Regions from separate parts of the Mus musculus genome. Here region 2 is linked to region 1. Evidence: chromatin contacts called from public HiChIP or PLAC-seq data. All regions are on one chromosome and are shown on one strand. The core of a region is the stretch at or near the end of the contact, and the rest is flanking DNA. Distances in the headings are between cores, read along the strand shown.

The links. HiChIP or PLAC-seq counts read pairs in DNA pulled down with a chosen protein or histone mark.
Region 2: an H3K4me3 HiChIP or PLAC-seq map of embryonic forebrain shows a contact between it and region 1, with 2.4 times the contacts expected there. The contact joins the promoter of Aff3 here to the enhancer-like site in region 1. A contact is called at or near these places in 2 of 484 Hi-C or Micro-C datasets (embryonic cerebral cortex and nephron progenitors), 3 of 115 datasets of contacts at active chromatin or transcription factors (embryonic forebrain, embryonic stem cells and forebrain) and 2 of 9 other capture datasets (embryonic stem cells and liver).

The regions. Positions count from the first base shown.
Region 1 is chr1:38,485,806-38,493,277 of GRCm38.p6, reverse strand. The region is part of intron 4 of Aff3 (AF4/FMR2 family, member 3); the gene reads left to right. It also overlaps the pseudogene Gm34727. Among named protein-coding and RNA genes, the nearest start is that of Aff3, 140 kb to the left of the region's middle. Within about 2 kb of position 4,212, at least 11 of the 459 cell types and tissues checked have an H3K27ac peak or open chromatin away from gene starts, as enhancers often do. A contact at or near this core is called in embryonic cerebral cortex and embryonic forebrain, where this site is marked.
Region 2 is chr1:38,623,966-38,630,901 of GRCm38.p6, reverse strand. It overlaps Aff3 (AF4/FMR2 family, member 3), which reads left to right and starts at 3,658. Exons shown (of 22, transcript NM_001290814.1): 1 at 3,658-3,813. The coding sequence starts at 3,761. It overlaps Gm34596 (a long non-coding RNA gene), which reads right to left and starts at 235. Exons shown (of 5, transcript XR_373334.2): 1 at 1-235.

The DNA of each region.
Region 1 (7,472 bases), core at 2,963-5,462:
GTGGATGCTTTCTGGAATCTACAGATGCCACCACCATCTAGAGTGCATTGGCTTCTTCTCTTTATTACTTTTAAAGACAAGGTCTCCCTGTGCAGCCCTGGCTAGCTGAAGTTCATGATGTATAATCACCCTGGCCTGGAGCTCCTAGAGGTCTGCCTGCCTCTTCCTCCAGAGTGCTGCCATCCCTGGTCTAACTGATATTTCTTTACATCGCCCTTCCCCAGAAGCCATGCCCTAGACGGTTTAATAACGTGTGCTACAAGGCTGATCTGTTTACTTCATTCTGCTGCTCCTTTTAAGAAGAGGGCATCTTGTAGCCGCTTTTGAAGGGTCATCCTCACTGTTGCTACTTCTCTCTGACGCCATCCATGAAGGTCTCTATTCCTCCTTACTTCTAAAAGATATTGTCACCAAATACAGAGTTCACAGTTGACAGCTGTGTTTGAATCCTGCTGTGCCTCTTCCTCGTGCCCTGCTCCAGATGAGAGCTTTGCTTCCAGGGGAGACATCCAACCCCTTCTTGTTAACCATGTCTTCATTTTGGTGTCTGAAGCATTTCTGTTTTGTCTTTAGGTTGAAGTCTTTAATGGTGATGAGTCTTGCTATACATTTTTGGGGGAGTCATCTGTTTCTGGGATCTACTTAGTTTGTTCAGTATAGGAATTGACATCTTTCACAATATGTGAGATGCTTCAAGACATCATTGTCTTCATTATTGGTACTATGAATCCTATTTATTTTATTGTGAGAACCAATTGAAGAACAGGACCTTAGCATGGGAACCACACCTACAACAAGGCACTGTCAAAATGGGTCATGGCTTTGGCAGGTACACCAAGAAGCTAGAAGGAAAACTGCCAGGTCTAAGTGTGACAGGCTAGCCAAGTCTGGAGCCAGGTCTCCTCGGTTTGTTGGACTGGAAGGAGGGCCTTCCTCTTAGGTCTTCCTTTCCGGCCTCATCTGAAACCTTTGCTTGCTGCCCCAAGACCCTGCGCTCTGGGAGGATCCCTCTGTGTAGGTCTAGGGGGAAAGGCAAGAAAAAGCAAAGCTGAGGGCTCCTGGATGGCGAGCTTGGTTGTCAGGTCGTGGGCATCACAACTTTAATGGGGAGGAAAGCCCCTGGGTTGCTGTAAGAAGTGCACATGGAACATATTGCTGACAGAATGCGTCATCCCAGCAGGATAGCCCTGACTCGGTACAAATGGTGTTCATGGCTTTCTCAGGAAATGTAAAAATCACTGTAAATTTGTGATATTCCGTGAAGTCTCAGGAAGACTTCCACCCTTTTAACCGTGGAGGTGTATGAAGGTGTATAAGCAGATATTCCTAATTGGACCTAAAAGTCACATTGGAGACCCAACTATATCACCATTGTTTTATCTTTATCATTTAAATTTTAAACATTTGAAGATGACTGCAGGAGTGTAAATAACCAGAAATTAACACTACTGTGGTTTTTTTTTTTTTTGGATGCACTTTCAGTTTTCCTTCACTGTAAAACCTTGCCAGAGCTCCTTTAACAGGGCTGTGATCCTCCCCAGTAGCAGATAAACAAGGAACCAAAGGGCACAGTGTTGCAGTAGCTCACTCTCCATAAACTAAGTTTATTTAACAGTGAAACAGATACTGATCCTATTTCCTTCCAGGGACTGTCTTACAGACACTCTGAATGTAACAGCAAACAAATACACAGTAACCCCCCTCCATGGTTTTCTCCACTGGGAAGACTATTGGCAGAGACTGAAATGTGGGACAGGTGGGCATGTGGGTCACACCACCTCCAGTCTCAGCAGCTGGGAGGCTGAGGCCTAAGGACTGACAGTTGGAGACTAGCCTGGACTATATATGTAGTATGTATGTAGTAATTCCCTGTTTGAAATGCCAAGGGTAGAAACTGAAAAGCCCATGGCAGAACCTTGGCTTTAGTACATAATAAGAGACCCTGTGATTTGGTTCCCTGTACCACTGCAAACCAGCAGGGATGTGGACAGTTGGCTCAGAGGTTAAAAATACTTGCTCCTCTTGGAGGGGGCTGTAGATGGGAATCCCAGCAAGATCCAAGAGCTCCAGCACACTCTTGGATATGGGCACCCACGTGTGTATACACACCACTCCCCCCTCCGACACCCAGATAAAAAATAAAAACAAAAAAATCCACAGCGCATGTTATAAGCACATGTTAGCAAGAATAGACTTTGTTTACAAACAGGAAAGGGAGAAACATGACTGGGTCTTGGGTAACTGCGAATAATGAAGCCGTATGTATTTATGCACGGTTTGTAGAATGTAAGTGCAGATGTCTGTAAGAACAGCCAATGCTGTGCTACTGAGCACTTACAACCCACTGTTCAGAGGGAGGCTTTGAGAGGAAGATCTGTTTGTGAGCTTAGCCTCCCAACTACATAAGGAGTGCACTCTGTTAACATCAACGGATTTGTCTGTGAATACAGCTATACCTTGGAAGTACATCAGACACGTGTGATCATTTTGTTGTTCTTATAGCCTGCTTCTCTGGCGAAAGGAGACTTTTCTTGGCATTCATTGGCCCTTCTGTGTCTTTTGTTTTCTACTCTAACTACTTAATTGCTCCATTCTTGAGAGTGTTTGTATTTCTTGACTTCACTTTAATAAAATAATAATAAAAAAATGTCTGGTTTTTAAAAATACTGTACATCTATCAAAAATGTTCCCTAGCAAATGCAGTCTTTCCTGCCTACGGATCAGTTCTGGGGTACTTTGTCCTCCTGAGGGCCTACTGGGTGCTAGATTCTTGCTGACCTTCCCCTCCTGTCATTGCAGACTCTCTAAGGAAAGGAACTGTTTTGCATCAAATGTGGCATATGTCTGCATACCTGGTAACAGGACTGTTCACGTGGAAGTTGCTTAGTAAATATTTATTGAGTGGAATTGCCAGGGGACTTTGGGGATTTTGGGGAATAACTTTCAATTGCAGTTCTTTTTCCGGGCTGCCTAACTGTCTTCCCTTGGACTGTGAACACTTAGAAAACGCTGTCTGTGTACAGCATCTGCCTTTGACATTTGCTTAGACCTTTAAAATATCCTTTCTGACAGAGGCAGGGGACTGCACAGCAGCCATGGCCCTCATTTGGGAGAGGAACCACACAGCCATCTGAGTCTCCTCGTTTTGACGGAGCTGAGGTGGCTCAGTGCTGAGTGTCCCTGGCAGGGTTTCTGCTTGTTCAGAGGCCACTGTCCTTCTTACAGAAACACACGCTCTGCCTGTCATCAGAATGCCCACCAGAACAGGGATGGCCTCTTGTCCCACACAGTGGTTTGGGCGACTTTGATCTACCACAAATCTTGATGGCCTGACAATTCACTGGCCACAAGATCTTTCTAACCTGTGAGGTCAGTTTGGTCCTCTGAAAACATGAGTGTGTCTTAGTCTGCCCCGAGAGCTTCCCGAGCTGACGCATTTCCCACATACATAGACTTCCTCATTTGGCCATCAGTGGAGGTGAGTGGGAGAGAAACATCAGGCTGGATCACTCCCTTGACCTTCTACCTGTTTCATGTGCAACCTAGTGATAGCTATCTTTCCTTATTTGTAAAGAAATGAAAATTTGTCTAAAAATAATGCAAATACCTTTCCACATTTGGGAGGAGAGGTCTTGCTTCCTGCTTTATAATGCATAAAAGTATATAATTCATATGAATAATGACATGTAACCTGTGTCCCCACCACATGATTAGGAAAGTATCTCTGTACGTAATGGTTGTGATATAGACTCCTGTTCCAATTACATGTGCAAGTCCATGCGTGTGGTCCTTAGGTCCAGGCACTAGCTGGGCCCTGGTATTTATTGGGTACCATTCTTAATGTTTCTGCTATCCTCTATGTGTGTGAGTAGGTACTTAGAATATTTCGGTTTGCTGTTGGCCTCTTTTCCATTGAATTCTTAAGGTGTACAACTCACACTCTTCCAGACAAGGCAGCAGTGCTGAGCTTTGTACTATCTGGGAGTTTCTTGCTTCCTTTTCAGTCTCCTGACCCACTCAGAAACCCCTTGCTGAGCTTGCCTTTGACGGACCGGCCGCACTACAGGAATAACGCACGCACGCACGCACGGCCTCTTCCTCAGGATGCTGGATGTGCTGTCAGGCACCTAGATGGATGATGAGGGCCTGGGCCTCTGGAATCTCCTCAGTCTTCTAATCTTGAGTTGTCAGAATCTGGCACATTCAAGGACTGTTGCCAGGTCATTTGCATTACCTCTAATGTAAGAGCAAAGCTTTTACAGGCCAAGGGAACTTGCACCGGTTCAAATCAGATGCTCAAACTGCAGTTTGCTTTGAGCTAGGAGACAGCGGGTTTCCTGTCAGTGGGCTTCTGCTGAGTGTCTGTGCAGTCACAGAGCTGCCCCAGTTAGTGGTGCTTCCTATGGTGGCTCATGTCTTCTACCTGCCAAGCTCTGTCTCAGGAAACATTATTCATTGCTCCCCCTCCATCAACAAAGGACGGCCTTGGTGTTTGCTAGCATTTTCTCTTTCCTTTGTCCTGTCTCTCTCCCTTCAGTTCTCCCTGACAGACATTCATAGGTTGATTCTTTCCATAATTGGCTGCCCCTCTCACTGTGTTGGAGGTATCTTTGGATTAAAATAATGTATTTTTAAAATGTATTTTGAGACAGGTGTTGTATGCTTTCTTTAATATGATGAACTAGATTTTTACACACTTGAGCACACACACACACACACACACACACACACACACACACACACACGAAGAGGTACTGTTTGTCTAGGGGGAGGAAGGAGCCCAGTGGGAGGGGTAACAAGAGAGGGGAGGGTCATATGAATATGAAAAAGTACATGACATGAACCTGTGGGGATATGGTGATATCCATCATTTTGTATAATGAACATATCTAGTAAAATAAACCCCTCACAAACAGCTTTTTTGTTTTGTTTTGTTTTTTTAACATATGATTTTAATGTCTCTCCATTGAGGTAGGCGAAGTCACCTTTGACAATGCCGCAAAAGTGTCTGGCACTTTGGTACACAAGGATATGGTCTAATATTGTGCTGACTTAGGATACAAAAAGGCACACAAAGTTGAAGCCTAGACTCCCTGGGACTGAAGTTGGACAAAGGGTGAGCTGGGACTGGCTTGGGGAGACGGGATGGGTGTGGGCTTAAGTTCTTGTTGACAGAGGTAGTTGGTCATGGGTGGACCCTGATGTGCTGAGTGTAGTTCAAACCCTCAGGCTGGGTAGCAGCTGCTATGGTGACCACTGTTTGCTTAGTTCAAGGGTTCACTGCCCTGAAACCACAGCTGGCTCTCCCTCTGCTAGCATGGATGACATTCCTGCTGATGTGAACACTGAAGTTGCCCCTGATTGTCCCAGGGGCTACCACTGCTGAGTCAGTGTGTTCTATCATAGCCCTTGAGATGTGGGCATATTGTACACTTCTCAGACCATGGCCACCATAGACCCAGAGCTTATGTAGCTGATGAGGGCCAGATAGGATGGCTTCTTCTGTAGGTTCCGGTAGTGCTCAGCAAGGATGCTCTCCGGTGCCTGCAGCATCTTCATCCTTACCATCTTGAAGCCCCACCTCTCAAAGCATTACATCAGAATCCCCACCAGCCTCTGCTGTACCCCATGTGGCTTTACAGCAACCAGGGTCTACTCTTGGGGCTAAGAGGGCTCTCCAGAACTAGGGTGCACCAGCAGGCATTGAAAGCATGACCTCCCAACCTGCAAACAACTTTTAAGCACAAAAATGTAAATAGAGGAAAAAATGAAATGCAAGTGGTTTTTAAGGGCTGTTCTTTGTATGCACATAAACCCGTTGTATGAGTCTTGTCTTTTTTGTTTGCAATTGATGTTCTTACATTTATTTTGCTTGAAACTTTCATTTTCCACTGGCTAAAACTTTTGATAGCAAGTTATCTGGTATGTATAGTCTCCCCCCACTTCAGGCAGCAGTGCTCCAAAGTTTATGTTCATGACTCCCTATATGTAGAGGATTCTCTGGACTCTGCTTTTTAAAAAAAAAAAGTCCAAATGGGGTGATTTTTATGCCCTTTAAAAACCTTAATGCTTCCCATAAGGACTGTGGAATGATTTTATGACCCAGTCCTGCTTCCATAAATGTTAAAGAAACAGACTGGTGTAAAAATCTTGGAATGATAATTATTAATAAAAATACTCTTCCATTTGCTCTGCAGAACATTATTTTTATATTAAAATTGTTTTCTCTTACTATTAAAATGTGCTCAGAAATGGATATAGGGGACTTAGGCATTTCTTAACCAAAGCAGAAGTCTTTCCTGTGGGAACCAGAAATACAACAAATGCAGAGTAGTCTTAAGAGGAGGCTTTTTAAAAAGCTATTTATATTTATAAAACACATACTTGAGTTTATGGCTATGCCTCCAGTTAGGATGTCAAACAAGTATAATTCTCTGAAAATACCATTGAGTTCACAGCAGTGAAGCATCCAGAAGAAACTGAACAATTTTCTATAAATTTAATTGCTGCCTTGGAATAATTATGTCTAAAGGATGGGATATATATTTTATTATCCATCAGCTTCTTTTTTAACAGGAGTACTGAGCTTTGTACAAGTCAATTATTTTTGATAGTTTCTGTAATTAATGTTTAATTATATTTTATTGCCCTCATTTTATTACATCACCATGGTGACAATTGAAACATTTCTAAATGCTGAAAATCTTGACATTGTATTGTGTGTTACACTATTGCCTTTTTAACACTTCCATGAAATTCCAGGTCTGGTGGATTGGTGTCACCATTTATTGGAAAGCAATATTGAACCTCTTCTTTTTATACTTGTGTATCAGAAGAAGTGTAACTCAAGACAGAGTAGTGTAAATAATACCTCCTTTTAAAATCTTTCCATGTTGTTAACTATTTACTGCTATTATGATTATGTGTTTTGTCCCTGTGTGTGTGTCTCTTTTTCTGTGTTGTCTCTATCTGTGGTGTCTTTGTGTATATGTGTGTGTGTGCATATGTAGTATGTCTGTGTGTGTACATGTGTGTATGTGTCTATGTAGTATAGAGTGTGGGTTGCATGCATGTCATGAGGCATGTGCCAGTCAGAGGACAACTGCCAGGATTCAGCTCTCTTCTTCCACTGTGGGTTTTAAAGACCTCTGTCAGGTTGCCAGCTTGTGAGCAAGCACTTTACCCTCTGAACCATTCACCCAACCCAGCAGTGTCTTTTCTCTATCATTATCCGAATTGCAAATTGTTTATGGAATGCATTTGTCTTATATCATGTTCTGAATTGCCCTAAATGTATATAATGCAAAATGTATGTCAAACAAACAATGCTAGCTCTGTTAGTAGAATTCACTCTTTGAAGTTCGGGGCTTGTTTGTGTTCATGACTGGGAAAAAAAATCTACTTTGTGTAGTACCCACATTAAAAAAAAAACCGCCTATTTTCCTTTAAAAATCAAAAAAAAAAAAAAACAC
Region 2 (6,936 bases), core at 2,409-4,908, 140 kb before region 1:
AACTAGCCAGGCCCCCAGGGAGGCCAGGCAGTCCCGCTTTCGCTACCTTCCTTCCTCAGTGGCCCTCTCCTGAACTGGGCGGTTCCATTCAGCTCTCAGTAGCACAAGTTGCTTCTCCCTCAGCAGAAAAGGCCCTCGGATCTTCTGTGTGTTCCGAAGCTACTGCTTCACTGGGAAACCCCTCTCTCTCTCTCTCTCTCTCTCTCTCTCTCTCTCTCTCTCTTTCACATCTCTCTCTCATCTATCTATCTATGTATTTATCTCTATGTATCTATTTATCTATGTATTTATCTCTATGTATCTATTTATCTATGTATTTATCTCTATGTATCTATTTATGTATTTGTGTGTATGTATGTATCTATGTATTTATCTCTATGTATCTATTTATGTATTTGTGTATGTATGTATGTATGTATGTATGTATGTATGTATGTATCTATCTATCTATCTATCTATCTATCTATCTATCTATCTATCTATCTGGGCAATCTCTTGTTCCTTTACAGAAAACAAAACCCTAGCAAAAACAAACAACCCCCCATCTCCAAACAAAACAAAAAGTCACCAAAACCAAAACCCAAGCACAACAACAAAAACTCAACAAACCAACCCCTTTTCTAATTCTAGAGAGTACCAGCACCTCACATTCTCTCTCCCTTCCCCCTTTCCTTCCCTCTGTCCTTCTCTTCTTCTTCCTCCCCTTCTTCTTCCTCTTCTTTTTTTTACTAATGTTGAAATTTTGACTTGTCTCAGTGCTGGATTCGGCTCATACACCAATGACTCTATAATGGGAACAGCCATAAAATATAAAATATAAGTTAACAAGTTAAAATATAAAATATAAATAATAAGTTCTTAGATTGAAGAGTCTCATTAACTCCTCTACATCTCACCAGTGAAATCTATTCATTTTCAGTTTATTTCAATCACAGCTTAGGCAAAGACAGTATCTACAACAACATTTTGGGTTTCTTCCAATGCCTTCACTCTCCAAGTGGGCTCTATTCACAGAAACATCCACCAGAAATAAAATACTAATGCATCCGTCCTCGAGTTAAAGACCCCAAACAGAAAATACATTATTTGTGAAGAAACGTTTAAAAAAAAAATTACCCACAGTGAAATGACTTCCGGCTCAAGTACACTTAAATGTAAACGTGAGGACCCAGAGCCGACACTTAAATATACATCTGTCCATCCCTTCATAGCTCTTTTAGGGAGACCTTTTACAAATAACCTTTCCCTCCCCAAGCCTAACTCCTTTTGCTCTTTCTCCTTTTCTGGGACCCATTTATCTTCAGCCACTAAGAGGAGGAGGCTTGAATCTGTGTCCGAGCCTCAGGCTCGCTCGGCATGGGACCCGCAGTAAACACGGTTCTGTTTGTTCTTCAGCAGCTTCTTTTGTATAAACAGATGTGGTGGGAAGGGAAGGGACGGGAAGCCAGATCCCTGGGAGGGGCGGGAGGTCTCCTTTCTGGAGAAGACTCCCAGCTGCAGCCAGGAGCCCAAGGAACAGGACACATTTCTTGTTCAGGCCTTGGAACTTGCAGTTCTTCCAGGCAGGGGCTGTTCCCCTCTCTCTCTCTCCTCCACCCTCCACCCCCAGCCTTTGTTCCTGGGAAGGCTGTCTCCATGTGATGTCTATAGCTCACTTTTGCCAGAGCAAACATTTCCAAGAGGGTTTATGCTAAGTAGGTATCTGTAAGGCACATTTCCCCCCTCCTTCTCTCCAGATACACTGTAGACCAAGATTTTGGATCCCAGCCCTTCACACCTGTACTTTGTCCATATTTCCTTTGTTCTTTTGTAGCCTTCAACTAAAGGGGCCGGGGTGGTGTTTCAAGCAGCGAAGTTGTTAGTTTGTAAAAATAACCAGTCAGTTTCTACAGCGGATTTGATGCAGACTCTGCCTTCACTTAGCGATTGATATTTTCACATTAGTTATGGATGCTAATAGGGAACTATTCCAAAGCTGGGGGAAGAAAAGGATGGGGGCCCGAGAGCTTTGCAGTTCTGTTTCCGAGAGCATAGAACTCTAGTTGGCTTTTTGGCAGTTTATCTACCTGCGCCCACGACTTCGTTAGTTCTCCTTCAGAGGTGGGTGAAATAAAAAAAGGGGTTGCTCCTAGGATTTCTACCAAAGGGGCTAAATTTTTGGCGGCCTCACATGGTGGCTCTTCTTGTCTAGAAAAGGAACAAAGGCCGATACACTGCAAAGGCCTCCCTTAGGGCATGCGGGGTTTGGTGTAAGTGGTGAGCTTTGCTCGGTGCTGCTCTCTCCAGGAATCCTGGGGAATCCTGAACAGGGCTCCAGGAACTGGGGCCAAGAGCATGGGAGAGGGGAACCCCATGCACCACCCCCGGGGCCAGCATGGGATCCTCAATTTTGAGGGCAGAAGCCCAGAGATGGAAGGATAGACCAGCTCTACGCCTCCAGTCCCCACTCTCAGAGTGTATATAATAATGAGCGAGGGGGGAGCAGTCTCTCAAACCAAGGGAGTAATAATAGCAAGGGTTTTATTTTTTTTACAAGCCACAGTGGTACTCTATCATCTTTCCAGCTGACAATCTGCCACTCTCTAGACAGGAGAGGAGGCGGCGGGAAGTTTGTAGTGGAAACCCAGAGAGGCCTTTCCAGTATGAAATAAAAAGAAAGGAGACTGGTTTCCAGGGACTGGGCAGCTGAGGGCTAGTGGGATACCCCTCGTCCTCCCAGCCCCCAGGCTAAACTGCAGCTGAAAGCAGGTCTTGGAAGACGCTTCCTTCCCGCCTCCTCTTTATTTCACTTAAGTTACTGGCTCCAGATATTTGAAACGATTTGTTTTCAGCGCTGCCGTGGGCTGCACTGTTAACTCTCACCGCGCCTGGGGCGCCCAGGGCTTTTCCTTCCTAGCGCCCACCCCAGATCTTCAAGAGTGCACACCTCCAGCCGCAGCGCCCTGCGGGTTCCCCTTAATTTGCGGAGGACCAGAAAGTCCCAGCTGGACACGGGGCGAGGGCGAGAGGCAGGGGTCTGCTTTGCTGCAGGCCGGCCTCGGCTCGGCACGGCATCCCCCTGCCCTCGGCGCCGCTGCGCCGCTCCCTTTGGCTCAGAGGACGTCCCCCGCAACCCTCGGGGCCACTGAGGGTCTGGAGAGATGGAGGGGCGCGGGTGAGGAGGGCGAGCCGGCAGTCCGGCCCGAGAAAGGGCGCGGGACCCCGAGCAGCCGCACGGGGAGAGCGGGGAGCGCGGGGAGCGCAGGGGCGCGCGGGGCGGGCGCGGCGCGGGGCTCAGGACGCGCGCGCGCGCCTCGGCCTCGCCCGCGCACACGCGCCTCCCGGAGGAGAAAGAGGCGGGCGGGCGAGCGGGCGGGCGCAGAGCACCGCGCCGGCGGCTGCAGCGGGCCGGGCCGCCGCGAGGGAGGGGCGGAGGGGCGGGCGCAGGCCGGGAGGGGGCGGCGGCGCGGCGAGAGAGCGAGCTCGCGGCTCTCGGCGAGTGTGGCTGCGCGCGAGCCGGCGAGCGGGTGAGTGCGCCGGGCGGGCCCGGGAAGCAGGGGCCGCGGGGGTGCCGGGCACTGAGAGCCGGGGGAGGGTGACTGGCGGGCAGGCGGGCAGGCGGGCGGCGGCGGCTCGGGCGCGGCCGGGATGCACCTTAGCGGGCGCCTCTCGTTGCAGCGCGCGGGCGGCCCGAGGCTCGGCAGCGGCGGCGGCGGACACGGCGGCGGCGGACACAGCGGCGGCGGCGGACACGGCGGCGGCGGCGCTGACACCTCCCACCATGGACAGCTTCGACTTAGCCCTGCTCCAGGAATGGGACCTCGAGTCGCTGTGGTGAGTCCCGGTGCTGGCCGCTGGGGAGCCGCGCTGGCCCCGCCTGCCCTCACCTGGGCCGGGACTCCGGGTGCCCGGCCGCCGTGGGGGTGGGGTGGCTCGGGGACACCCGCCTCGCTGGCCGGCTCCTTCCAGCCTTGGCGGGCTGGATGCTCGGCCGCCTCCCCGTGAATTCGTCGGTCTCCGGTTCCGTTCTCTCCCCTCGGTGCTTGCCTGCGCTAGCTCAGGGGGCCGGGGTCTGGCTGCCACTGGAGGAGCGCAGCGGTGGAGGGGAAGAGAACCGATTTTTAGAACGTGTCACTGATGCCTGAGAGCCCACCCCTCATCTCGCAGCCCCTCTCAGCTCCCTTCCTTCGGATTGTGCTCCCCTCCAGCTCCCGGAGAGCCTCAGGCTCACCACCCCTGTGACCCCCTAGAGTTGGTACCTCTACGAAGTGCCCGGAGAGGATGCTCTCTAGCCTTGCGCCCTGCCTGCTCCCTGCTTGGCGTTTGCATCCTTCCTCTGTCCTACCTCACTCCCACTGGAGATGGAAAAGTGAGCACCCTAGGCAGGAGGCCAGTGTGTCTTGGTGCCCGAATTCCGGAGGCCTTGGCCCAGGGAGACTCATTTCCCGGAGGTTCTCGGTTCCTTTGCACCCTTTCTTCACACATGCCCATGGCTGAACTCCTCACTCTTTTTGTCAAGCTCAAAGCTGGCAGCCTGGAATGCACTTGGGGTTCCAGTTCTCGCTAATCTCGCATTAGGGAGAGCTGCTATAGGTAAATCACAGGTAGATGCAATTTAATTCTAGTTGCGGTTGTCTGAAAAATCCCATTGGCTGCTTCAGCATCCCTCACATTGCCCCCACCCCTTAAATGTTTCCAACCAGCCCTATTCAGGTGGTAAAATTACTGCTTGTATATTCCTGGAGGAACTTGTGTTATGTTTAATATTTACGGGGATGAACATCTGCTGGAACAAGCATATTAACTGCTTTCTGTTCTGCCTCTGGTAATCGCTGATTGTAGAGCTGAGCAGTTCCCTTTTTAATTCAGTAAAGAGTTCACATGTGTCAAAAACTGCAAGTGGTGTGCACATGAATATGCGATGCACAATTTTAAAGCTAAACTGCTTTATGATTTATGACACATACCTCGATGGCATGTGGGCATGTGAATCTCCATAGTGACTTAGGCTCAAAGTGACTTTATTTTCTTAAAGACAGGTGTAACAAAATAAACTAGACACAGAGCTCACGAATTATCGGGCAGTTTCTTATAGAAGATCCGACGGTGACTACAGCTTGCTCTGCATAATGCTAGCACCTATAAAACACACAAGGATGGGCTCCAATGTAATAAAACTTGTATATATTACACTGGCAACTTCAAAGAGCTAGTGTAGAGAGAATATGGAACATGTTATTACTCTATAAAAGTTGCTAATTACTGTGTTGCTGCTCCTGGGGTTATTCCAGTCTTTCATTTACAGATACCTATTATTTTACAGGTTTACCTTTTGAAATATTGGTTTCTGGCACAAATTCAATAGCTTCCCAGATAACAACTGCCTTTTAAAAATGACTTTTGCTTTTTAAAATCTAGGCAGGCTTGTAGTTAAAGGGGAGAACTTATTTTTTGGACGCATGTTTATGCTACTTATCCACTTTCTGGTTCAAATTGAACTCCTGTATGGTTTTTATAAGTTGTATTTTGAGATTATCAGTGGTAATGTGTAGGCCTTTTTGGCAAGGGCTCAAGGTGTGTCTTCAGTTCCCAGTAAATTATCTTGAATACTGTCAAAGAATGCCTGCTGAATTGTCTTTAAATTTTTAATATCCTATTTATTTATTTATTTATTTATTTATTTATTTGACCATATCTCTCAACATAGTCCAGGCTGGCCTGAAACTTGCTTTGTAGACTGGGCTGGCCTCAGACCACATAGATTTTACCTGTTTCACTAGTGCATTGAGGACATTGCGCCACCACAGCTGGAAAGCATTTTTTTTTAAGCCATTGCACACTCAATCAGATTTGTAAGCAATATATAGTTTCTTGGCTTAAGAAAGCATGTTAGATTTCTTGATTACAGTATAGTAGAACAGTTTGGCTTAAGAGAATGTTTCTTATTTTGTGGATATAGAATTTACATTTACAAAAGGTTATCTTTAGGTAAAGTTAAAGATAAACCAAAAAACTTGGGTTTGCATTTCAAATATGTCAGACATTCTCTTAGTTATGGACCAATTTTTGCATGACATTTCTAACTCAATTTTAGGATTTGCTAAAGACTTTTATGTTTACAGTTCAGTTTCAAGCTCATGCATGATCAAAAACATGTAGTCTCTCTCTCTCTGTCTCTCTCTCCTTCTCCCCCTCCCTCCCGCTCGTTCGCTCCTCTCTTTCTCCAGCTCTTGTTTGTTTTTGAAAGAAAGTCTTGGTGTGCAAGTTTCACACTCAAGGTAATTATCCTGCCTCAGTCTACTAAGTTCCGGGATACCAGGCATGGGTCCTTCATGCCTGGCATACTTGATTACTTTCTATATGTCTGATATTCCTATATCTGTTATCTTCTTGTTTGAATCTGATAACATCTCAAAAGTAAATGACAGTACTCTCATTTTATAGATAAGAAAATACGAGTTTTAATCTGTAACTGTGCCAAGACCAAAAATGACAGCAGGTATTTTAAGTCTAATATTTGCTACATACTTGTCAGAGGCATGGCCATTATATGTCCTAGGTCATTTATTCCCCAACAAGAAACTTACCATGTACGTACTGTTGTTGGTCTGATTTTTACAGAGAGGAAAATTGAGGATAGGTGATCAGGTAGCTTGTCTGAGTTTATACAGCTCTGCCTCAATGAAGAATTAGCTTCGAGGTCCGCTTTCTGATATCAGGGCTATGCATTTTCTAGAGCCCCGCAGATGTCTTCCAGCCGATGAAGAGCGGCTTTGCAGGAATTACCAAGCAAGACCCTGACATCTGCAAGTTAAGGTTGTGTCAAAATATTAAAAGAGAAGGTCAGAACCTTAAATGGTATTGATTTAAAAAAAAAATCTGAAAACCAAATGCCATGAGTTAGGAGTGGTGCCTGTTAATTATCTCATGAAAGGAGATATAAATTTTAAATAAAGA